Regions from separate parts of the Mus musculus genome. Here regions 1 and 3 are each linked to region 2. A link is a contact called in public HiChIP or PLAC-seq data. All regions are on one chromosome and are shown on one strand. The core of a region is the stretch at or near the end of the contact, and the rest is flanking DNA. Distances in the headings are between cores, read along the strand shown.

Region 1 (2,700 bases), core at 106-2,605, 510 kb before region 2:
CCCAAGACTTTATTTTTAACGACATGTATGTCTGGGTGTGGGTATGTGTGTTCTGTTTTATAAAAAGATAAGAAGGAAGGAATATGTTTGGTGGAGGTGCAGTATAGTATGGGGGAAAGGGGTGCCTCTGCGGGCCCATGCTGAGGCATCCCTTCCCCCTGAGGGACCAACTACACGATGGTATAGTATAGAATAGAGTTTATTTAGGGCATGGGAAGGGAAGTTGAGGGGGTAGTAGAGACAAAGGCAGAGAGAGAGAGAGAGAAAGGAGGAGGAGGAGGAGGAGGAAGAGGAGGAGGAGGAGGAGGAGGAGGAGGAGGAGGAGAGGCCCGCCAGGAGCACGTGGGGGAGGATGGGGTAAGGGAGCAAGAGGAGAAGAGAAGAGAGCAAGAGAGTGAGGATAGGGCAAGCAGCCCCTTTTATAGTGAGTCCCGCACACCTGGCTGTTGCCAGGTAACTGTGGGGCTGAGCCTAGCCGAGATGTCGCTCAGCATCAGATCTCCATGCAGCTAGAGTTCTAAGACGTTTGGAATTGCTTGATGTGGATGCTAGGGAACCAAACTCGGGTCCTTTCCGAGAGCAGCAGTGTGCTTCCGGTCACTGCGTGGAGGGGCCTCAGCAGCTTCCTCACAGCAACGGACATTCCCAGACACTCTTGTGCTGATCTTTCCACAATGGAGACCTGGCTATCTCGGGGAACACTTAGTGGTGTGTGCGAGCTGGGGGGTGGAGGGGTGCATTTCTTCTTCTACACTCCTTAAATGATGGGTTTGTAAATAAGTGGGTATCTTCATTATGGCTTCCAGAATATTTCCCCTACTATGTTTTGCCCCCCCCCCCCCCCCGCCCAAGGTCAACTAGCTCCCAGTAGTAAGTAGTAGCTTTCTCTCACAACAATCCCTCATTCTGTAAAGATTTTTAGCTCCAGATTCATCTTCCCGATGGGCCATGCGTTCGTTCATGCTTTTTCTTCTTTAGGCTTGTTTGTTTGTTTATTTTTAATGTGCATTGGAGTTCTGCCTCCAAGGTGTCAGATCCCCTGAAACTGCAATTATAGACAGTTGTGAACCACCATGTAGGTACTGGGAATTGAACCCCTGACCTTTGGAAGAGCAGCCAGTGCTCTTAACCCTGAGCAAACCATCTCTCCAGCCCTCTTTTATGATTTTTTTCCAGTATCTGGCCTTGGAGTCTGTACTTTTCTCATTGATGTGATTAAAAAACTCAGCAAAAGCGACTTAAGGTTTTATCTGTTTTGCAATCTGAGGGTGCATCCTGTCACAGTGAGAAGGCATGGTATTAGGACTGGGATGCGGCTCCTGGACCGGTCTCCTTTTATCAGCCCGAGACTCAAGTCCAAAGGGTAGTGCCACGCATATTCAGGGTGGTTCTCCCTCCCTTAGTTAAGCCTCTCTGGAAACACAGGTAAGCCTCTCCTCAGAGACACAGGTGTGTCTTCTGGTTGATTACAAATCCAAATGTTTTCCTATTCCAATGACTTCCTACCCTACCGCATCTATTCCTTGTGTGTGTGTGTGTGTGTGTGTGTGTGTGTGTGTGTGTGTGTGCGCGCGCGCGCGCATGTGATTGAAGGTTGAACCAAGGGCCTTCCTTGCACATGCTAGGGAAGAACTAGGCTCTATCCCCAGGCCCTCATAGTCAGTTTTTAGCCCCCAATCATTACTAATACCGCAGCTTTCCTGTCACCTCAATTTCAAGGGCTTCCTGTTATTAGTACAATGACTACGGTATAGAACTGGCTCACTCTGAGCACTCGCTGGTTAGATCATCTCAGGCAAATAGGTTACATTCCTTCAATCCCGTTTGCTCTATTCAGAGGCTGTTGTGCCAGTTAGCTGAGGTCAGACATTAGCAAAGAGAGACAGCAGGAGAGGAGCTGGAACAATGAACAGATTAAGGACATTGAAATTAAGCTTCAAAGAAAGAGGGAAAGCCAGAGCCGGGAGGACAATAGTCCCTTCTGGAGGACAGGGTTGGGACCCTGGCTGAAGGACAGTGAATAGATTGTAAGCGGGACTCCTGTTGGGTTGGTAAGGAGGGGACTAGAGAGATAAAGGAGGCCCTAGGATCCACAGAGAAGATAATGTTCCAGAGCACACAGTAGGGGCTGAGTAAATATTTATTGAGAAAGTAGGTGGATTCTGCAGAGGCAGGCAGGTTGTGCTATTTTCTCAGCCTGTTTTGGATAGAGCCCTGCGAGCGGTGGCCTGTTTTCCACAGGTGTTGGGGGAAGGGCAGGCTCTGTTCTGCTGGCTATTGAGTAAACAAAACAAAACAAAACACCGCAGGAGCTGGGAGTGATAGTGCTTGTCTGTAGCCAACACTCAGGAAGTAAAGGGAGACAACAGGAGTTCAGGGTCAGCTTCAGCTTGAGGCCAGCCTGGCCTACATTCCAGCCTCCACCCCAAGTCAAGCAAACTGAGTTGGACTTGGACTCAGTAGGTGTTACACACACACACACACACACACACACACACACACACACACACATACACTGTGTATATGTGTATATATGAAGACATGCAGTGGGAAAGGCAGGAATTTGATCAAGATCTATTGTGCATGTGTAAAATTGACAAAGAAAAAAATAAATAAAAATACTGAAAAGAAAGAAAAAAGGAAGGGGGCTGGGTGAAGGATGATGGGGTATGTGTGGGGAGAATAAAGGAAAATGAAAAT
Region 2 (2,700 bases), core at 121-2,620:
TCTCAGCCACACGTGTCTAATTAGGAGGCCCAGGATGGTGCTACGCATTGCTGATGATCTATCTGTATGCTTTCCCTCTTCTTTAATTTTAGCCCCAGGAAGGTTTTAACTCCCATGATTCTTTCTTCTTCCCTGTGGCCTCTGCTTGCATCAGAATTAGTCCCAAGAGTTCCCTACACAGTAGAGACAAAAGAAACTCACAGAAAATGCAGAGATGACAGGAGCTGCTGATCCCAGTACAAGCATCCCAGGGGGAATACATCTTTTAGATGCTGTCAGAAAATTGAAAAAACAAACAAAACGACAATCCGAAACCAACCCACAACAAAAAAACTACAAGACAGATAAGGAGCCACCATTCCAAATACCTTCATTTTTCAGTTTCAGAACAGTCCAGAAGAATTAAATGACTTGACCAAGACTATCTTTTAGGGCGCCTAAGATAAGGCTGGAGCATCCTGGTGTAAAAATCCAGAAATCTCATCTTTTGTTTCAAAGCCCTTTCTAAAGTCCATGCTGGAGGCCCTCCTTGTCACCACTCCAAGCGAGGCTAAAGAGGGTTCCTTCACTGATAAATACTTCAGGAACCCTCATTGTCACCTCCCTGAGTCCAAGATGAGACCCACAAGACCTTATAACCATCAGGTGTGATGCTGGAGGCCTGAGTGTCGATGTTTGTACCAGATGCAAATATTTAAAAAGAATTTTACATCATGTGGAAGTGTAAATGAATTATTTATTCTAGCTAGCCCATATAAAAGACACAAAATCCTGGTTTTTTTTTTTTTTTTTTTTTTTTTTTTTTTTTTTTTTTTTTTACAAGCTGTAAGCCCAGATCGGGCAGGTTGTGAGCTATTCTAACTTACATCTCAGTCATGTCCCTTGTTACTTGCTGTTTGAGTCTCTCAGGGTTCTTCCTTCTCCATCAGTCTGTCGTGGGGGAAGCATTTCACTCAGGCATGTGCTCCTAGTCCTTCCTATCTAATGGAGACATCCTGTTCTCTTCTTCTTCCTCTGACTCCCTCTTCCTCCTCTCTCTCTCCTCGTGACCTCTACCTGCTACCTCCAGCCCAATAACTGAAATTCCTCTCTCTGTTCTCCCTAGTAATTGGCTGTAGCCACTTTTATTTAACCAATAGCCTTAAGTTGGGGAGCAATGTTTACACAATAAAGGCTGGTGTGCAGGGGAATTTGCTTGTCTGTGGCAACCTGGTCTTGTGGTATAGACTTTAGCATTTGAATAGACAGCATCAGACCAACTCTCAACATGGAAGTTTGAGCAAAAGGGGCCTTTCTAATCAAGCCTTGGGACTGCTGTTGTAGTCTCCAGTCATGAGTGAATTAGTGGTACCTGTTGGAAGACACAGTGCATAAGGTACAATCCCAAAGAAGGCTTAATGATTTACAAAGACAACACTGTACACTAACAAGAACAGGAATTCTAATTGAAATCTAACAATAGCAAGAAAAAGAAATTCAGAGAAAGGTAAACTTAACTCTCCAGAGGTGGCCAGACAGCATTCTGACAAATATTTCACAGTCAGAAAAGCCCAGATTTCTGTTTAAAATTTTCCATTTGTGTGAACATTTTCACGATGACTGACCTTGGCCCTCTGGTGTAATGTTACAATAAGCTGACATGAGCAGAGGGGTGTGTCACTGGCTTTCTATTGCTTGTGTAAGCTGACTGTAGTACTTGCATAAGAGTCAACAGAGAATGTTCTATAGGCAACATGAGAACTGCATATGGAATGGAAACACACACACACACACACACACATTCATACACCCCAGAAATTTACCAGGCAGTCTAAATGTAGTAGGACATTCTAGAATAAAAATCACAATGGCAGGGAAATAGCTTTTAAATTAAAAAAAAACTAAGAATAAGACATGTTCCTATATTTTAAGCTAATTTCAAGACTACTAAATTTACATACTGTTAATCAAGCATGTAAGTAATAACATTTTATAAAGACCTTTTATATAGTTAAGTTTCTTTTTCTTAATCAACACTTAATGCAAATGTCTGTGGTAGTTAATAAGACTTGATTACTTCCTGTAGGCACTTATTGAGTCTATAGAAGTATCTTCTGGATGAGAAGAAACTGATAGGATATTTGCAGCCTCAGTTGTTGATGTTTATTGACTGATAACTTTAATTATTGTGACAATGTTAGAATAGTTTAAAGTAGGACTGTTAATTTTTCAATCTTCTCTTATTATGAACAAAGGAAAGTATTTATGTAGCACATACTTCAAAGGTTATTATAATACCAAAATTTGGGAGAAGCCTGCGAGTCCAAGAATATGGGATGGCTAAGTGAACTCTATACATACACATTTGAATATATAGCATTGCACTAAATGGCCATGTAGTAAGATGGAAGATGTTTGTTATATAACATTTATGGGAAATCATAGGTCATAAGTTTGCTTATATTTTGAATAGTTGGAGAGGAACAAATTATTTGCTTAATTGTCACTATGCTTCCATTTGAGTAGATGCTCATAAAGTTTATGTTATTGAGATCTTAAGCTCAGAAGAAATGATTTGAAAGTGTGAAATGACCAAGACTAACCTGAAGATGGAATTTATTTATTTATTTATTTATTTATTTATTTATTTGGTCTGGAGAGCTTTTTAAAATGAGCATTTTAAATCAGACCAGCTCGGGAAAGCATGTTGGACCCAGATAT
Region 3 (2,700 bases), core at 118-2,617, 610 kb after region 2:
GAAGACTCTGTCAGGCCAGATTTAGCTCTCCTTAATGAGGATCTGCCTGCACTCACTGTCTTTACCACAGCCCCAGGGGTGAATAATTTCCTTTATTTTTTCTATAAGGAGTGCGGGGTGGGGACGGGTATCAGCGGGAGCCTTCGGGTGTCTTAAGCAGTCAGAGGTCACATGTCCTGCTTGTGATTTGCTAGGTCAGCTGAGGCGGGCTTGTGATGCTTTTGTAGTTAGCTCTTCTGTGTCTTGAAAGAATGGATATGCAGACAAGGCTTCTGTGGGATGGGATGTGCTATTGGGTCGGATAAGGGAGGTGTGCCCTTGAGAGCTCCTCTAAAAGGAAAAAAAAAATTGGCTAGAAAGATAGTAGGAGGTCTTTGTGGTGAGATAGCATGGGTGGAGGGGGTATATTCCAGCTATTTCAGAAGTTTGCGGGTGACTGCTCAGGTGGCTTGTGGGGACAGTTTTTGTTTGTTTGTTTGTTTTTAAAACCAAGCCTGTGAAGCTGGGGATGTAGTTCAATAGGTAGAAAGCTTGCTTAGCTTAGCATGAATGAAGCCCTGGTTAGTATCCCTACTACGGCGTTAAACTGAGCGTGGTCCCGTGTGCCTTTAATGCTATTTAATTCCTATACTTAGGTGTTGGAGGAAGGAGAATCTGCACACACAGATTCATCTTCTATACATACCAGCCTGGATTACCAAAATGAAACAACGAGAAATTGGGAGAACATAGTGAGCAAGTGGGCTACACAACAAAAAGGTCAAATGCCCCGCGCTGTACTTCAGAACACGGATGGCCAGTCTCCCTTGTTAGTTCTGGTCTCGTGCTCAATTTGGGCCATAGTAAACACGGGAAGGCACACACAGCCAATCCTAGAAGGTGCAGAGGTTAGCACACTCTGGCTTTGTCTCTTCATGATCCAGATGGCACCAGATCTCCCAGAGCTGCCATGCTTTTAGAAATATTCCCAGAAATTATTACGAGTTTATGAAGGATGACAAAACCTCTTCAACTTCCGATGCAAACACATTTGCGACAGAAAATGGATTAACTTCTGATTCCTGTATGTTCAAACCCTAGTTCAGCTTTTTCATCCACCTGGGCATAACAGTGGGGCCGAGTTTTTCCTCCTCCTGATGTCCTTTGTTCCCTCCTTTCTATTTCCTTCACTTGTTTCAAACTACGGGCAAGAACCAGTCTCTTCATGCATGTGAATTTCCCACTGGCAGGATCCCAATGCTCAGATTCACTGTTTCCCCAATGAGACTCATTCTCTGCTCAGCGTGTGATAGAAGCGCCTGGTCCTGCTTTAGCCCTGCCTGGGCCTGTCCTAGCAGCTTGTACAAATGTAAACACAGGCACTACAACTGTGGCTCACTGTGGAGGGCGGGGCTAGGGGCCAGGGTCCAAGACACGCCCAGAAATGCTCTCCCTCCCTTCGGGTTGCTCCTCCCACAGCCTGCTTGTTTCCAGAGCTTTACAGTGGAGCCACAAAACAGGAGGGTTCTATGGGGGTAAAAATCCGCCTGTTCTGGGCTGTGGCAATTTGCAAGTCCGTGGTATTCGTCCCTTTAACAACTTCCTGCAATGACATTTCTGTCAGGATGATGGGCAAATATGTGGTCAAGGCTTTAAATGCCAGATCCACACAGTTCATTGTTTTTACTAGCTCGCCTCCAGGAGTGGACCTTGATACCCACAAGAAGAATTTAATTAATTAGGCTGTGCTATGTATCTGAGTGCTTTTCCACATTTCTCTATTGTCTCATTTGCAACAAAGGTGCAAATCGCGGCCTTTGACATTTCCGCTGGAAGGAGCTCTCTCAGAGAACTTCATGAAACCAACCTCACCACTCTGGAACCGTGCAAGGAAAACCAGTGTTTTAAAACCATGGTAGACTTGAACACGTACTTCCCTTGCATGACATGAAACACAGAGACAACATACTTACATGGTTCAGGCCAATGAGAACAAATTCCTATCTGTCAAAACCACACAGGCAAACAAGAAGAGCCAGCCCACAAGTTGTCTTTAGTGTGACCGGAGGAACAACAGTATTTTACTCTAGTCTGTATAGTAAAAGTTACTCTTAAAACTCAGTATCACCAGACACTATGGTTTGGACATTGCTGTCTCTGGTCCTTTAAAGAAGGCTAAGGAAAGGTTCTCCATTCTCTTTTAGAAAAGATGAGATAATATTGGATTGCATGGATATCTGCTTAGACACATAGCCACTTTCTGAAAAGAAGAGAAGAGAAGAAAAGAAAGAGGGTATCAGGTTATGTCTTCTTGTGGGAAGTGCTCGTGTCCCACTTTCTGTGGCTTCGGCTGGGCTCTAGTCCCAGGATGCTCTCTCCATATCCGGGCCTCTTGCTCATGCGCTCCCCAGTTCTTTCTTGTCCATAGTGAGAGACTCAGGGCTGGATCCATCCACAGGGAGCTTTGATGAGAGGCAGGTTTTACATCTTTGAGAATGTCTGCTAGGATTGTTTTGGAACCTGTTGAAGAATGAGGCGAAACAACAAAACAGAGCCACAAGGTAAAAGACGGGAGCCAGAACACACAGGGTGAGCATCCAGTCTTGAGACTACATTTAAAGTCCCAGATCCGCATGCGGCTAAATTCAACTTGTTTCTGGCGTTTGCGCCTAACCCGTAGCAGCCATTTCTTTGTCGCAGGCAGTTTTAGTTGGGTCTGTT

The links. HiChIP or PLAC-seq counts read pairs in DNA pulled down with a chosen protein or histone mark.
Region 1: a contact with region 2 is called in an H3K27ac HiChIP or PLAC-seq map of embryonic stem cells, with 6 read pairs. The contact joins two enhancer-like sites. A contact is called at or near these places in 2 of 115 datasets of contacts at active chromatin or transcription factors (both in embryonic stem cells).
Region 3: a contact with region 2 is called in an H3K27ac HiChIP or PLAC-seq map of embryonic stem cells, with 8 read pairs. The contact joins two enhancer-like sites. A contact is called at or near these places in 1 of 484 Hi-C or Micro-C datasets (bone marrow-derived macrophages) and 3 of 115 datasets of contacts at active chromatin or transcription factors (embryonic stem cells and large pre-B cells).

Annotation. Positions count from the first base shown.
Region 1 is chr10:95,594,161-95,596,860 of GRCm38.p6, forward strand. No RefSeq gene overlaps it. Among named protein-coding and RNA genes, the nearest start is that of Nudt4, 31 kb to the left of the region's middle. Within about 2 kb of position 1,356, at least 40 of the 459 cell types and tissues checked have an H3K27ac peak or open chromatin away from gene starts, as enhancers often do. A contact at or near this core is called in embryonic stem cells, where this site is marked.
Region 2 is chr10:96,106,366-96,109,065 of GRCm38.p6, forward strand. No RefSeq gene overlaps it. Among named protein-coding and RNA genes, the nearest start is that of Gm40746, 73 kb to the right of the region's middle. Within about 2 kb of position 1,371, at least 9 of the 459 cell types and tissues checked have an H3K27ac peak or open chromatin away from gene starts, as enhancers often do. A contact at or near this core is called in embryonic stem cells, where this site is marked.
Region 3 is chr10:96,721,309-96,724,008 of GRCm38.p6, forward strand. All of the region lies in intron 2 of Gm33897 (a long non-coding RNA gene), which reads left to right. Among named protein-coding and RNA genes, the nearest start is that of Gm33897, 6.9 kb to the left of the region's middle. Within about 2 kb of position 1,368, at least 146 of the 459 cell types and tissues checked have an H3K27ac peak or open chromatin away from gene starts, as enhancers often do. A contact at or near this core is called in embryonic stem cells, where this site is marked.